Linked DNA regions of Mus musculus: all the other regions are linked to region 1. Evidence: chromatin contacts called from public promoter capture Hi-C data. All regions are on one chromosome and are shown on one strand. The core of a region is the stretch at or near the end of the contact, and the rest is flanking DNA. Distances in the headings are between cores, read along the strand shown. Region 1 holds the start of Shf (Src homology 2 domain containing F). Region 2 holds the start of A630026N12Rik (RIKEN cDNA A630026N12 gene). Region 3 holds the start of Fam227b (family with sequence similarity 227, member B). Region 4 holds the start of Eid1 (EP300 interacting inhibitor of differentiation 1).

The links. Promoter capture Hi-C pulls out the DNA fragments that hold promoters and counts their contacts.
Region 2: a promoter capture Hi-C map of pre-B cells shows a contact between it and region 1, with 2.5 times the contacts expected there. The contact joins the promoter of A630026N12Rik here to the promoter of Shf in region 1. A contact is called at or near these places in 2 of 39 promoter capture datasets (cranial neural crest and pre-B cells).
Region 3: a promoter capture Hi-C map of pre-B cells shows a contact between it and region 1. The contact joins the promoter of Fam227b here to the promoter of Shf in region 1. A contact is called at or near these places in 1 of 39 promoter capture datasets (pre-B cells) and 1 of 484 Hi-C or Micro-C datasets (B cells).
Region 4: a promoter capture Hi-C map of cranial neural crest shows a contact between it and region 1. The contact joins the promoter of Eid1 here to the promoter of Shf in region 1. A contact is called at or near these places in 1 of 39 promoter capture datasets (cranial neural crest) and 1 of 484 Hi-C or Micro-C datasets (B cells).

Annotation. Positions count from the first base shown.
Region 1 is chr2:122,367,762-122,370,713 of GRCm38.p6, reverse strand. Shf (Src homology 2 domain containing F) reads left to right here and starts at 1,567. Exons shown (of 7, transcript NM_001374011.1): 1 at 1,567-2,067. The coding sequence starts at 1,582.
Region 2 is chr2:126,673,902-126,676,853 of GRCm38.p6, reverse strand. It overlaps A630026N12Rik (RIKEN cDNA A630026N12 gene), which reads left to right and starts at 1,567. Exons shown (of 1, transcript NR_166192.1): 1 at 1,567-2,952. Gabpb1 (GA repeat binding protein, beta 1) reads left to right here and starts at 1,262. Exons shown (of 9, transcript NM_001271468.1): 1 at 1,262-1,498.
Region 3 is chr2:126,150,634-126,153,585 of GRCm38.p6, reverse strand. It overlaps Fam227b (family with sequence similarity 227, member B), which reads left to right and starts at 1,582. Exons shown (of 17, transcript NM_029455.3): 1 at 1,582-1,675. It overlaps Dtwd1 (DTW domain containing 1), which reads right to left and starts at 1,445. Exons shown (of 5, transcript NM_026981.2): 1 at 1,372-1,445.
Region 4 is chr2:125,671,685-125,674,636 of GRCm38.p6, reverse strand. Eid1 (EP300 interacting inhibitor of differentiation 1) reads right to left here and starts at 1,537. Exons shown (of 1, transcript NM_025613.3): 1 at 1-1,537. The coding sequence starts at 1,445. The coding sequence ends at 966. All of the region lies in intron 4 of Shc4 (SHC (Src homology 2 domain containing) family, member 4), which reads left to right.

The DNA of each region.
Region 1 (2,952 bases), core at 318-2,817:
CAGGCAGGCATGTTGCTGGAAAAATAAGTAGCTCAGAGCTTTACATCACGATCCACAAGCATCAAGTAGAGAGGAGGTGGGTGGAGACTAGGCCTGTAATGGGCTTTTGAAACCTCAAAGACCACCCTCGGTGACTCCAACAAAGCCACACTTCCTCCAACCAGGCTACACCTCTCAATCCTTAACAAACGTATGGGGACCATTCTCATTCAAACCACCACCACCACCACCATCACCACCACCAGAATCACTTTATATTTTTTAAGCAAATACCAGTAGTGTGGTGGCGCACACCTGCAACCTCAGAACTTGCCTTGGGAAAGCTTGAGCAACAGGATTGCCATGAGTCTGAGCGGAGGCCTGACTGCAAGGTGACTACAGAGCAAGGGCTGTGCTCAGATCGCTCATCACCCTTAATTTGCATGACAACAACCCCTATCACCCTTTCTAAGATAGGACAAGGGCGTGGTCTTGGCCCAGGAGTTGGCAGTCCATTGCCTTTCCCATCCCCTCCCATTGGGTGAGTGAGGAGACCTTCTCCTGTGGGTTAGCTACAATATCCTCAGGAACCTGTCATCTCTATGCTCACCGTTGCATCAGTAGTTAGTATTTTAAACTGTATATTCTGGAATGTAAACCTCTTAGTTTCTCTATTATACCCCATGAAGTGAGGGGAGAAGGAGGGGAGAGGGAGGGGAGGAGGGAGGGGGAGGAAGGGGGAGGAGGGAGAGGGAGAGATGCTGGCCTTCAGGGCTACAATACTTCTGGTGAACCTGCTTCCTTTCTAAGACAAAATTCCAGGCTCTTAGGCATCATCATCGGAGCCCTGAGAAGGTAAGGGGCTGGTGATTGACAACATTAGACCTGTTTCTCGCTTGATTTATTGATCTGTCTGTTTCTATTCTGTCACAGACAGATTGACAAACCCAGGGTGGAGCTTGAGGGATTTCCACAAGAAAGCAGGGCAGCTGTGAGGGCTGCGTGGGCCTGCTGGGGGCCGGTGTAAGCGTGGATGGGGATTGTTTGTGCGAGGGTTGTAAGCATTTGAAGCTGGCGGTTGGGTGTGGAAACATCGGAGCAATGGGTGTCTCTGGAGAACTGATTGCATGCCACGTGAGAAGTTTGCCTGGATAGAAAGGCAACCTAGGTTTGGGTGTGAGTTAAGGGATAGGAAGAGGTAGGCGGTACTCCCAAGGTGAGGGCAGTAATAGGCGCATCTGAAGAGCAGCGTCTTCGAAAATGTTTGGGTCTTTGGGTTTGGGGGAAAGGAATCAGGATGAGCAGGATGTGCCTGGGGACTCATCTTCCCGCGTCTGACACAAACTGGGAGGTGCAAAGAGCAGATGGGACTAGAGAGCGCCCCACAGGAGCACGGGTAACGACATGTGGAGGACTCACCCTCGGCGCAGTTGCTTCCCGCATCCCATCTACTCCTCTCAGAGTCCTCGGGTCCCCGTTAGGCAGCGGGCTCCTCCCCTCGTGTCACTGACGACGAGCCCCGCCCCTCCCGCCGGCGCAGCTCCGCCCCCTCTCGCCCCGCCCCCGCCGCCCGCGGTCTGCTCGCTCAGTTGGGAGGGCCCCATGCTACTGAGCGGAGCTCCTCCTACGGGCTCCGGCCCGGGGCCGAGGGCGCAGGGCAGCGCGGGGGGCGGCCCTGGGGGATCCCGCCGCGGGGCTGGGGGTGCGGGGACCGGCCCGGGAGGGGGCGGCAGCGGTGGAGTCGCAAAGTGGCTGCGGGAGCACCTGGGCTTTCGCGGGGGCGGCGGTGGAGGGGGCGCCAAACCCGCCCCCCCAGAGCCCGACTACCGCCCCCCAGCTCCCTGCCCGGCCGCGCCCCCTGCGCCGCCCCCGGACATCCTGGCCGCCTACCGGCTGCAGCGAGACCGCGACTTCGAGGACCCCTACTCCGGGGGCCCGTCCGCGTCCGCCGCCCTTTCCACCCCTGCGGTCCCTGGCCCCACTCCGCCCCCGCGCCACGGCTCACCCCCGCACCGCCTCATTCGGGTCGAGACCCCCGGCCCCCCAGCACCCCCTCCGGACTCCGGACCCCCTGCCAGCAGCGACAGGGTGAGTGCTGCGCCGGGCGTGGGTGTCCAGGAGGGGTGGTGGTCTGAGGTCTGGAGATTTAGGGAGGGACAAAGGTGGCTTGGCTGGGACTCAGCCTTTCGCAGTCAGTATTTCTAGTTGACATAAGCTTAGTCCCTGACACGGGGGCTCAAATTTTAACCCCTTTGTTAGCTTCTCCACCGACTAATCTGAGTCCCCAAACTCTGCCCTGTTTCCTGTTAGGGCCCGAGGACTAGGGACGACCTCCCTCAATGGCTCTGTCCTCAGCTTTGCAACCCGTCCAACCCTGATCCTGGAACCTTTTTTCTAACGGGCATGGAGAAGCACCCCTCCCTTCCCTTTGCCGGTTTATGGCCTTTGTGCCCTCTCCGGAGCAGCAGCTCCTCTGCCCTTTGATCTCTTGACTCTTCCCTCCACAAAGCTTTTCTCTCCCCCTCCTCTTCCCCTTCTCCTTCCTCCCACCTCCCACCCGGTCCTGGAGTCCAGGCATCTTTGCAGGTCTGAAGCCCAGAAAGGGGCTGAAAACTAAGATTCTTCCGTGAACACAGCGAGCGCTGGCCTTTGCCTTTCCCAGTGGGATTAGGGGGGGGGGGGGACTGTTGTACTCCGGATGCCAAGATGGGCAATGTCCAGCTCTTCCTGAAGAAATTCACCCCTGGGGTACAGGCGCACTCCTTCCAGTGTTCCCCCAAGTATGAGGACACTCGGTGGTCAGGACCTGTTGCCCAGTTAAGGCCGAGTGATGGGGTTCATTCATTATCTCCTCTCTCTAGGCTTTCCTCTTTCTCAGTCCATTCTGAGAGAGACTGGATCTGCAGGCCCTGGAGGAAGACTCCCAATAGTTTGTCTCTCAGGACATCTACCTTCCTTCTTAATTCCAGTTTT
Region 2 (2,952 bases), core at 318-2,817, 4.3 Mb before region 1:
CTGTTTACTTTGCTATGTCTTACACTGGCTACAAACTTTCACTATATAAATAAGAAAGGCAGCCGGGCGTGGTGGCCTTTAATCCCAGCACTCGGGAGGCAGAGGCAGGCAGATTTCTGAGTTCGAGGCCAGCCTGGTCTACAAAGTGAGTTCCAGGACAGCCAGGGGCTATACAGAGAAACCCGGTCTCGAAAAACCAAAAAATAAGGGCAAGTGTCCTTATCTGAGGACAGACACACACAAACACAAATGAAGTCTGTAAACAATTTGGATCTCATTTAAGCCATTTTGCTCCTAGGTTATTCTCGGTTGTCTCCGATATTCTCATTCCTAGATACCTGACGCCAAAAGTTCCACGGGTAGTGGACTTTTCGGTGAAATATATCAAAGTGGAACTTTGAAAATCGCATGTGAAGTAAATTTATAAGGCTTTTCCTTCACAAATCATCATCTCCCAATCAACTCTTGGTTCATTGAAAGTAAAATACGTCACTAGGCATGGTGGTACGCGCCTTTAATCCCAACAATTGAGAGGCAGAGGCAGGCGGATTCTTTTGAGTTTGAGGCCACCCTGGTCTACAAAGCCAGTTCCAGGTCAGGCAGGGCTGTTACAGAGAAACCTTGCCTCGAAAACAAATCAACAAAAATCCTGACAATACAGACAGGAGAAAAGCGTCACTATTACAACATTAAAAAAAAAAAAAGCCACAGAAACATCCACGTCACACACGACCAGTTTACACCAGGTGAAGAGGACAGGCATCCTTTGTTCCCGCACAGGCCCCACAACCAGCGATTCCGGGTACCTTCCAGGACCACGGTAAGTTAAATCTTAGGTACCCGGCTGCCCTTCCGCCTGCCGGGAATCTGCTAGAACACCCCATAGTCAAGTCCAAGCTCCAAGCGTCCCGAAATGCCGGCACTTTCCGTGTCACGCCGGGGGAGAACTTAGCACACGCACCCCTAACTCCCACACATCCCGCCCCGCGACGCGGCGCGGAACACCCAGCCGCGCACAGGGCCACCGCAGCGCTCACCCCGCTGCCGCGCAGGCGCCGGGCGAGCCGGGACTTGCGGTCGCCCCGCGGATCATTCCGCCGCAGCCTTTGTGTGGCCGAACGCTAGAAATGGCTTATTTCCTTTCTCCCCGTTTAAAGTCAGAAGCAGACCCTCTCATCCCTTTCTCCCGCCGGAACGGGGCTGGGGGAGGGCGGCGGCAGGCTCGCTCCCGGGGCCAGTGGGGCGGAAACGGGCGCGGGTTGGCGAGGCCGCCGCAGGCATGCTGGGAGCTCGGCCGCCGTGTCCCTCCGCGCCGACGGGGACTTTTCGGTGGGGATTTTGGGCGCCGAGCAGACGCGGCATTTTCGGAAAATAGCGCCCTGTGCAGCGAAGCGCTCTGTGTGTGGCGGGGCCGCGTCTGCCCTGACGGCTCCGAGGCGCCGCGGTCCCCGCACCTCCTCCCGCTGCTCCCCCGCCGCCGCTCCCGAAGCTTTTCCAGGTCAGTGCGGGTCTGTGTAGGGCCCTGTTACCACCGGATGTGGAAGTTGATCTCTTCGCTGGTAAAAAATAATTCCACTTCCCCCGGAACCCAGATCATCCCCGCGATTTCCTGTTTATTGCATTAAGGCGCCGGGTTTCCGGGGCTCCTGGCCCCGCTTGTTTGGCGGGGGTCGGCGGGGTCGGCCTGGGTGTCCGTGCTGCCGCCGCCGCCGCCGCCGCGCTTTGTCCGCCCGGCGCTTGGCTTCTGGGAGGGGCGGCAGACATGGTGGCGGCCGCCGCCCCCTCCTCGGTCAGGCGCCGCGGCCTCCTGCGGGCCCCACGGGTCGGGTCTGCGGTGGGGTCGCCATGGCCGTGGGGGTCCGGGCCGGCGGGGCAGGCGGCGGGAGAGGCGGCGCTGTCCCCGCCCGCTCCTTTGTCTCGGCGGCCTGAGGGCCTGGCCTGGCCGGGCCGACGACAAGCGGGAGGGAAGGCCGGGCCGCGCTGCCCCGCTGGGCCCCGCGGAGCCCGGGGCGCTCGGGTTTCGGCCCGAACAGCCGGGTCGGGGCAGGGTAGACGGGCCAGTCCGGAAGGGACGGAGCCTGCCATTCTCAGTGGCCGAGACTTTTGCCCCGGAGACTTCGCCACCGGAACCCACGCGAGCGCGGGTGCGGAAAGAAGCCGCGAGTTTCGTCGGTCATGTCTTGCCTGGGCACAGATCGGTGTTGAGTGTGCTGTTGTGAACCTCTCCCACGGCGTTGAAGCCGCGGGCTTAGCCTTGAAGTGTGCATCTCCAAAATGAGAGCGAAGGAAAGCGGGCCTACCTGCTGGCTTTTTTTCCCTTGAAGCTTTTGCTTTAAGCCCATTTCCACTGTGTCTAGCAGACACATTTGCTTTAAAGCAGGGAGCGAGACCACAGTACTTCTGAAAGAGAGCTTCATAACGTGGGAGTAATTTTTAAGAGTTCTTTCTGCAGACACTGTGGTTTGTTGTCTATTCAGGCAAGTTACTTTCTGAAATGTAATTTTTATCTGGGGGTAAAAAAGAACGGTGGTGTGCTTTTTCTAGGGAAGTAGTGGCCTTCCCAGAATTGAAAACGCACCGAATTTAGTACGCAGACGATAGTCTACCTCACAGAGATTCACCCAGATTAATTTAAATATAACTGATAGCTTTTTGGCTCTTAGGCCTTCAGACTCTGACTTTTTAAGTTTTAAGGGAACTGATGGCTCTTATCCCTTTATTCGCTTTTCTTATTTTGTCAAAAATGAAAAGTAACGTGTCAACTCATGACTTAGGCAAGAGTCACATTGTTTTGCACTTTCGAAAGTCTTTTTTAAAGCCTAGTTTAACAGAAAACATTCTTGAGTCAATTTTTGCAGACAGTCTTGTGATATGCCACATAGCCAATGGAAAACACTGTATGTATATTATGCTTTTTTTAAAAAACATGATATATCCCATCCTTCTATTCAG
Region 3 (2,952 bases), core at 333-2,832, 3.8 Mb before region 1:
TGGAAGGGAATTCTGATGGTTCAGTGTGTGACTTGGAAGAGGCTGGGACAATTTTGTGACTGAATTGTCAGCCTGTGGATTCTGACATTGTCTCCAGTAGTATATAATAACAATCAATGACAACAAGGACATAGATGCATGTAAGTATACCTATACTTAACATCAAATACGTGCAGGGCGATGCAGCTGGAGTTGGGTGGGGGAGAGTTGTAAAGAATTAGAAAACAAGGGCGGTTCCTAGGGCAAATAACTAGCATCCTGATGGTCTACTCTGCAAATTGGGCTGAAAAACTTTTTTTTCCACTCAATTTCTCTAAAAATAATGATACTTATGCAGTTTCATCCTGTCTGCTTTGCACATAACATCTATTTTTAGGCTCAAAGTCAGATTCTAACTCAGTTATAAACTCACACAAAGACAATCTTTTACACTTCTGACTACTTATCCCTGGGTCCACATATTTGATATGGACAAACATATTCATTTGGAGGCACTTTTCAATGAGGCAAAAGTACAACTCTTTCCGATTTACCTATTCTTGATTTTTTTTAGATAGATTCAAATACTTATCAACTAAATTGAAACCACTCTGTAGAAGGCATCCAGGACTTATCTTTCTACTCAACTTTGGGGCACTACACAGATCGGCGGAACAAGGCTACTTTTTCCAACACACTAAGCTGATTTGCCTCCCAAGGGAATATTCTTTAAATTTCTCCTATTTTGAATTGTGGACAAATTCAGGACCAGATAAGACTGTTTTCAATATTTGCTTGTGAAGTACTAAGAACTGATCGTATAATTTGATGAGGTACAATATCCCTCTCGCCCCCCCCCCCCTTTTTTTTAAACATCCAAGATACCACCGCCATTTTTTAAACACAGAACTTGACTCCCTTCCCACAGAACACATTATATGACAGGCGAAATGTCTTGGAAATTTTTGCATTTGGAGTTCAATCATAAACAGCCCTGAAATGCTGCAATCTTGGGCTCTTCATCCTTACCCAACCTCGTGGAACTAGCAACGCAAAGTGTTACTATACTTGTCTCACATTCCCAAGAAATAGACACACAAGAAACGCGTCTGCTTATCGGCTGACGGTAACAGCACACATCTGGTTTCCTTTTCCCGCGACCATGCCGAAACCACGCCAAAGCCTGAATTACAGATCGGTGCTCACAGGGAGCTGGCCTTGCCAGGAGTGAGCAACGCCGACTCGGGAAGCCTAATAAGGCTTCATTTAGGCCCCAGACCACTCAAGTCTTGCCCCCACGGGCACGCCACACGCAGCACTAGCCCGCAGTGAGACCTCCGCTGGGCCTGGCCGGCGTCCGGCCCGAGCCACCCGACCCGAGGGGATGCCGACCTGCACCACGCTCAACTCTCGGTCCGTACCGCCTCCGCTCCACGCGCTCCCCCCCGGAGCGCTTTCCGCAGAACACCGGAGGGCGGGGCCTGGCGGTTGCCAGGGCCACGGGGAAGCTGACCACGGCGCATGCTCAGAGGGAGAATCCCGTGGGCGAGCAGGAGGAACTGGTTCGGAAGTCCCGCCTTCGCTTCCCGGGTGACCTGTTCCAAAGGAACCGTCAGCTTCCTGCTGTGCCGCCCGTTGTGGGCCCCCAGCGCAACTGGGGACGTGTTCCGGAACAGCCTTTTCGAAAGTAGTTTCTGTGAGTTAGTGAGGAGCTAGTAACACCGCTTTACCTCCCCAAATACTATATTTACGAGATCTCAGACTTGTAGCTTTAGGTGGTTGGTAGTTCAAGCTTGATAGACTTCTTAGGAAAACCGTTTATGCATTTTGTGCTTTGCTTACAACACGCAGAGTTGACACCTACTGTATTTTTCTTTTATTTTTTTTTAAAGTCTAATATATGTGGATAAGTGATTAAATTATTTTTCTATGCTCCACCTCAAAGAAACCTAAACAATAGTTGTTAAATTAGAAACAAAACTGTCATATATCAAGCAATTTGTTTAATGAGTGGAGAATTATGAAATTAACCAATGGGAGAAAAAGAACAGCCTTGTGTGTAATCACGAATGACAAGCCAGGACACTGATATTTACCACACCAGAATTTATATAAAAGTTTTAACAGAAAAATAGACAATGGTTAACATGAATTCCCAGGATCACACCTGTAAGTAGGAGAAAGGCCCATTTCCAGCCTGGTCATGAGTGGTAGCTTCTACTTGAATAGGAGAGACAGAGACAGACAGACAGAGAGACACAGAGAGGAAGAAGAAGAAGAAGGAGGAGGAGGAGGAGGAGGAGGAGGAGGAGAGAGAGAGAGAGAAGAGGAGAGGAAGAGAAGAGAAGGGAAGGGAAGGGGAAGGAAGAAGGGGAAGGGAAGGGAAGAGAGAGGAGGAGAGGGGAGGGGAGAGGAGAGGAGAGGGGAGGGGAGGGGAGGGGAGAGGAGAGGAGGAGAGGAGAATCCCTTCTGTCACTCTTAGCAGACTGAATAGGTCCCTTAATGTTTTGGAGACCTCAACTCGAGCCAAACTGGTATTCCTGATTTGGATACAGAAAAGGAATTTCAGAACTAGTGAGAGTGAGGTAGAAATTAGACCATGGATATTTGAATTTAGACTTTAAGCAAAAATGTTTTAATAAAGAGAGGCATGCAGAACAAAAGTCATTCTAAATGTCAGCCAGTCCACTATACCTTCACTTATCAAAACAGAAAAAGAAGTTACTAACCTTTTGAGACGCAATGTGAGAGCCACCAGAATGGTATTCATATATGTTGAATGCTAAAACAGTTGAGAGTCTACTTTGAGACCCACATTGACATGTCTACCTGCCTTAGGAATTAAGCTTTAGTTATTTGTGCACAACATCACAGTTAGGCATCAAACAGTGAGGGCCTGAACATCAGAAAATGGGATATTTGACTTTTAATTGTTAGCCCTTTCAATTTTTGGCTTTGTTATTGTCATCTTTA
Region 4 (2,952 bases), core at 288-2,787, 3.3 Mb before region 1:
TTTAAAACCTTCAAAGTTTGACAACATAATAGCTCATACATCTTTTTATAGATACAGGCAGGATTTCTTTTTACTTGACAATTTTAGCAAACAGTTCTTACAATATGAACTTCAGTTATAGTCTTACCATCTGTCAAGGTACAAAACAGCAAGTGAAATTTCCCTAGTATAAAAGGGTATTAGAAAGTTTGTCTTTGGGCTTTCCCATACATTTTATTTAATGCATGAACTTAAAACCTTAAAAAGACATCCTGTTTCTTTCTTTACTTTGAAAATCATTACAATGGGTTTTTCCAAATTAGAGGTCACAGTAGCTTTATAAATCATGAAGATACATGTGCAGTCAAAATTCCAGAAGCGTTTGTAACACATTTTAAGATGACAGCACACATGATAACACGTCTACATTTATACCCACATTTACTTGGACTACTCTGTGGGGTAGATGAATACTCAATCTTAAACCTCAAGTTTAGCTTTTGATAACTGATGTGTATAAATCACCAAAAAGAATTTGGAAAGTTTTTTTTTTTTTCAATAGCCTTTCAGTTCGAATTAAAGACATCTTGGAATGTATTTCCCCCCATTCTTTAATTAGATTCTTGTATTGGTAGTCACAATTTACTCTTCCAAACCATCTTTAAAAGCTTAACAGAGAAAGCTCTTCTCCAATGTAAGGAAAATCATCTCGATCAACAGTCTGAACCAGAGGTTTTTGCTGAGCCCCTGTGAGACCAAAGAGGAACGATTTGGTCTTTTTCTCCTCGCGATTCTCAGGTTTAACACTCCTCCTTCCTCGATTCTCCTTTTCCACAATGCATGGTCATTCACTGTCCCGTCTTCTATTCCGAGAAACAAAAACCAACTGTTTTTATTTTTTGCACAGAACTATTTGGAATGAACCCCAAAATAGCAGAATGTTGAATCTCTCCCTCTCAGGTAGTTTCCTCCTCTCTCGTCAGCATTTACTCTCGATCAATGATCTCATCACAACCGAGCTCTTCGGTCAGTCGATTGACAACCATCAGCGAAAACAGCTCTTCGATAAAAGCTAGCTGGTCGAAAGGGCTCTTCTCACACCGCGCCTGAAAGCCGCCATCCAGGGCATCTCCGGCTCGCGCGGTTCGCAGGAACACCTTGTTGGCTTCCTCCAGGGCGGCGGACACCCTGTGCATCGCGCCGCTCCAGCGCTCCTCTTCAGGGAACTCGTAGTCGTCCTCCCAGTCATCAAACTCGTCGCCTTCCAGGTCCGCGCCAGCCTCGGGGAACAGACCGCGCTGGGCGCGGGCGGCGGCCGGCCCGGCCTCCTCCTCCATGGGGCCCTCCTCCGGGGCCGGCCCGCGGGCCCCGCGGCCTACCTCCATATAGCCCTCGCCGGGCAGCACGTCCATCTGCAACTCGTTGCTTTCTTCGTACAGCTCGCAAAGCTCTGCCATCTCCGCCATGGTGGAAGCGACTCGACCAAGGTGGAAAAAAAAAAGGAACCTTTTGCAGAGACGGGCGCGCGAACGGGCGTGGTGCGCGTGCGCAGGCAAGAGGGCGTGCGTGGAGCGCGAGCTGGGGGGGGGGGGCGCGTGCGCAGGCGAGTGGGCATGCGTGATGCGCGTGCGGAGCACGTTTCACGTGCGCAAACGGGTAGGCGGGCGTGGTGCGCGTGCCAGCATGGCGTGCGTGTGCTGGCGAGTAGGCCGCTTGGTCCACGGGGGGGGGGGGGGGCGTGGTGCGCGGGCGCGGGCGCGGGCGCGAGCTCTTCCCTTCCCACCCCTCACCCCCTATGTTTCCCGGACTCCCACCTCACCCTCACACCCACTCAGGACCCGCGATGCTTCCGCTGGTGACCCACCTGGAGACCAGCTCTAAGTTCCTTGCCAAGTGCTTGCTTTGCCTAGATGGAAAGCCCTGGCCTTCTGTCACAGATGCCATCTCTCCTCCACCTCCCTGCCTCCCCAGCGTTCCTGTGATCAGCATGTCCATTACCTCTCACCATTTCAAATCCCACTAGTCCCGTCCTGCGCACTGAGAAAATTTAACTTTTCGGTTTTTTTCTTCTGAATTTATTGAAGTTGACCTAACCAAAGATAAATTGTGTGTATGTCCACACGTATATACCATGGGGAAACTAAACCACATACATGTGTGAGTACTAGGATAAAGAAAGGTGGAAAATAGGCTATACATATTTTAAATATATACAGATAATCACGCGCCACGGTTGCTCTACAAACTTAAACTGTAGCCAATAGTGTTTGAGAATATCCACACCCTTACCACGTATTGTTTTATGGAATTAATATAAGTAAACTTAAGTTTTATCAATTTGATCTCTCTTTCGTGTGTATGCGTTTGTTTGCCTGTCTGTAATGTTTGTGTGCCACGTGTGTGCATTGTGCCTACAGAGGCCAAAAGAGGGCGTTGGAACTCCTAGAAACGAAGTCAGTTGTACACTGCCCTGTGATTACTGGGAGTCGAACCCTGGTCCTTAGTGTGAGCAGCCGATGCTGTTTACTGCTGAGCCATTTCTCCAGCCTTGATTGTATCTTTATAATCTTTCCATAGCTTTAGTTTATTATTCGTGGATGCAATGGCCCTGTCATGTCCAAGAGACAATGCTCCATAGCATTCCTCTTTATCTTATATAATTTTTGCCAATGGTCATTTTTTATATTCTTCAGCGAACTTTTCTCCAAAGTGTTACATGATCCTTACTAGTTTTACATACTTGAACATATTTGTATGAAATCTTCCTCTTTATCCATTAAATGAAGTTTCTCATGAGCTGTTATTGGAATATAATCTTTGCATGTTGATTTTTGTTCTTATTGAAATGTTAATAGAGAAAAGTGCACAGGTAATGTGTGTGGCTTAATTATCACAAGCTACATATATTTGTTTACTTACTACCCAGAAGAAAAGGCATCATTCGTGGATCCCAGAAAACCACTCTTCTCTCTT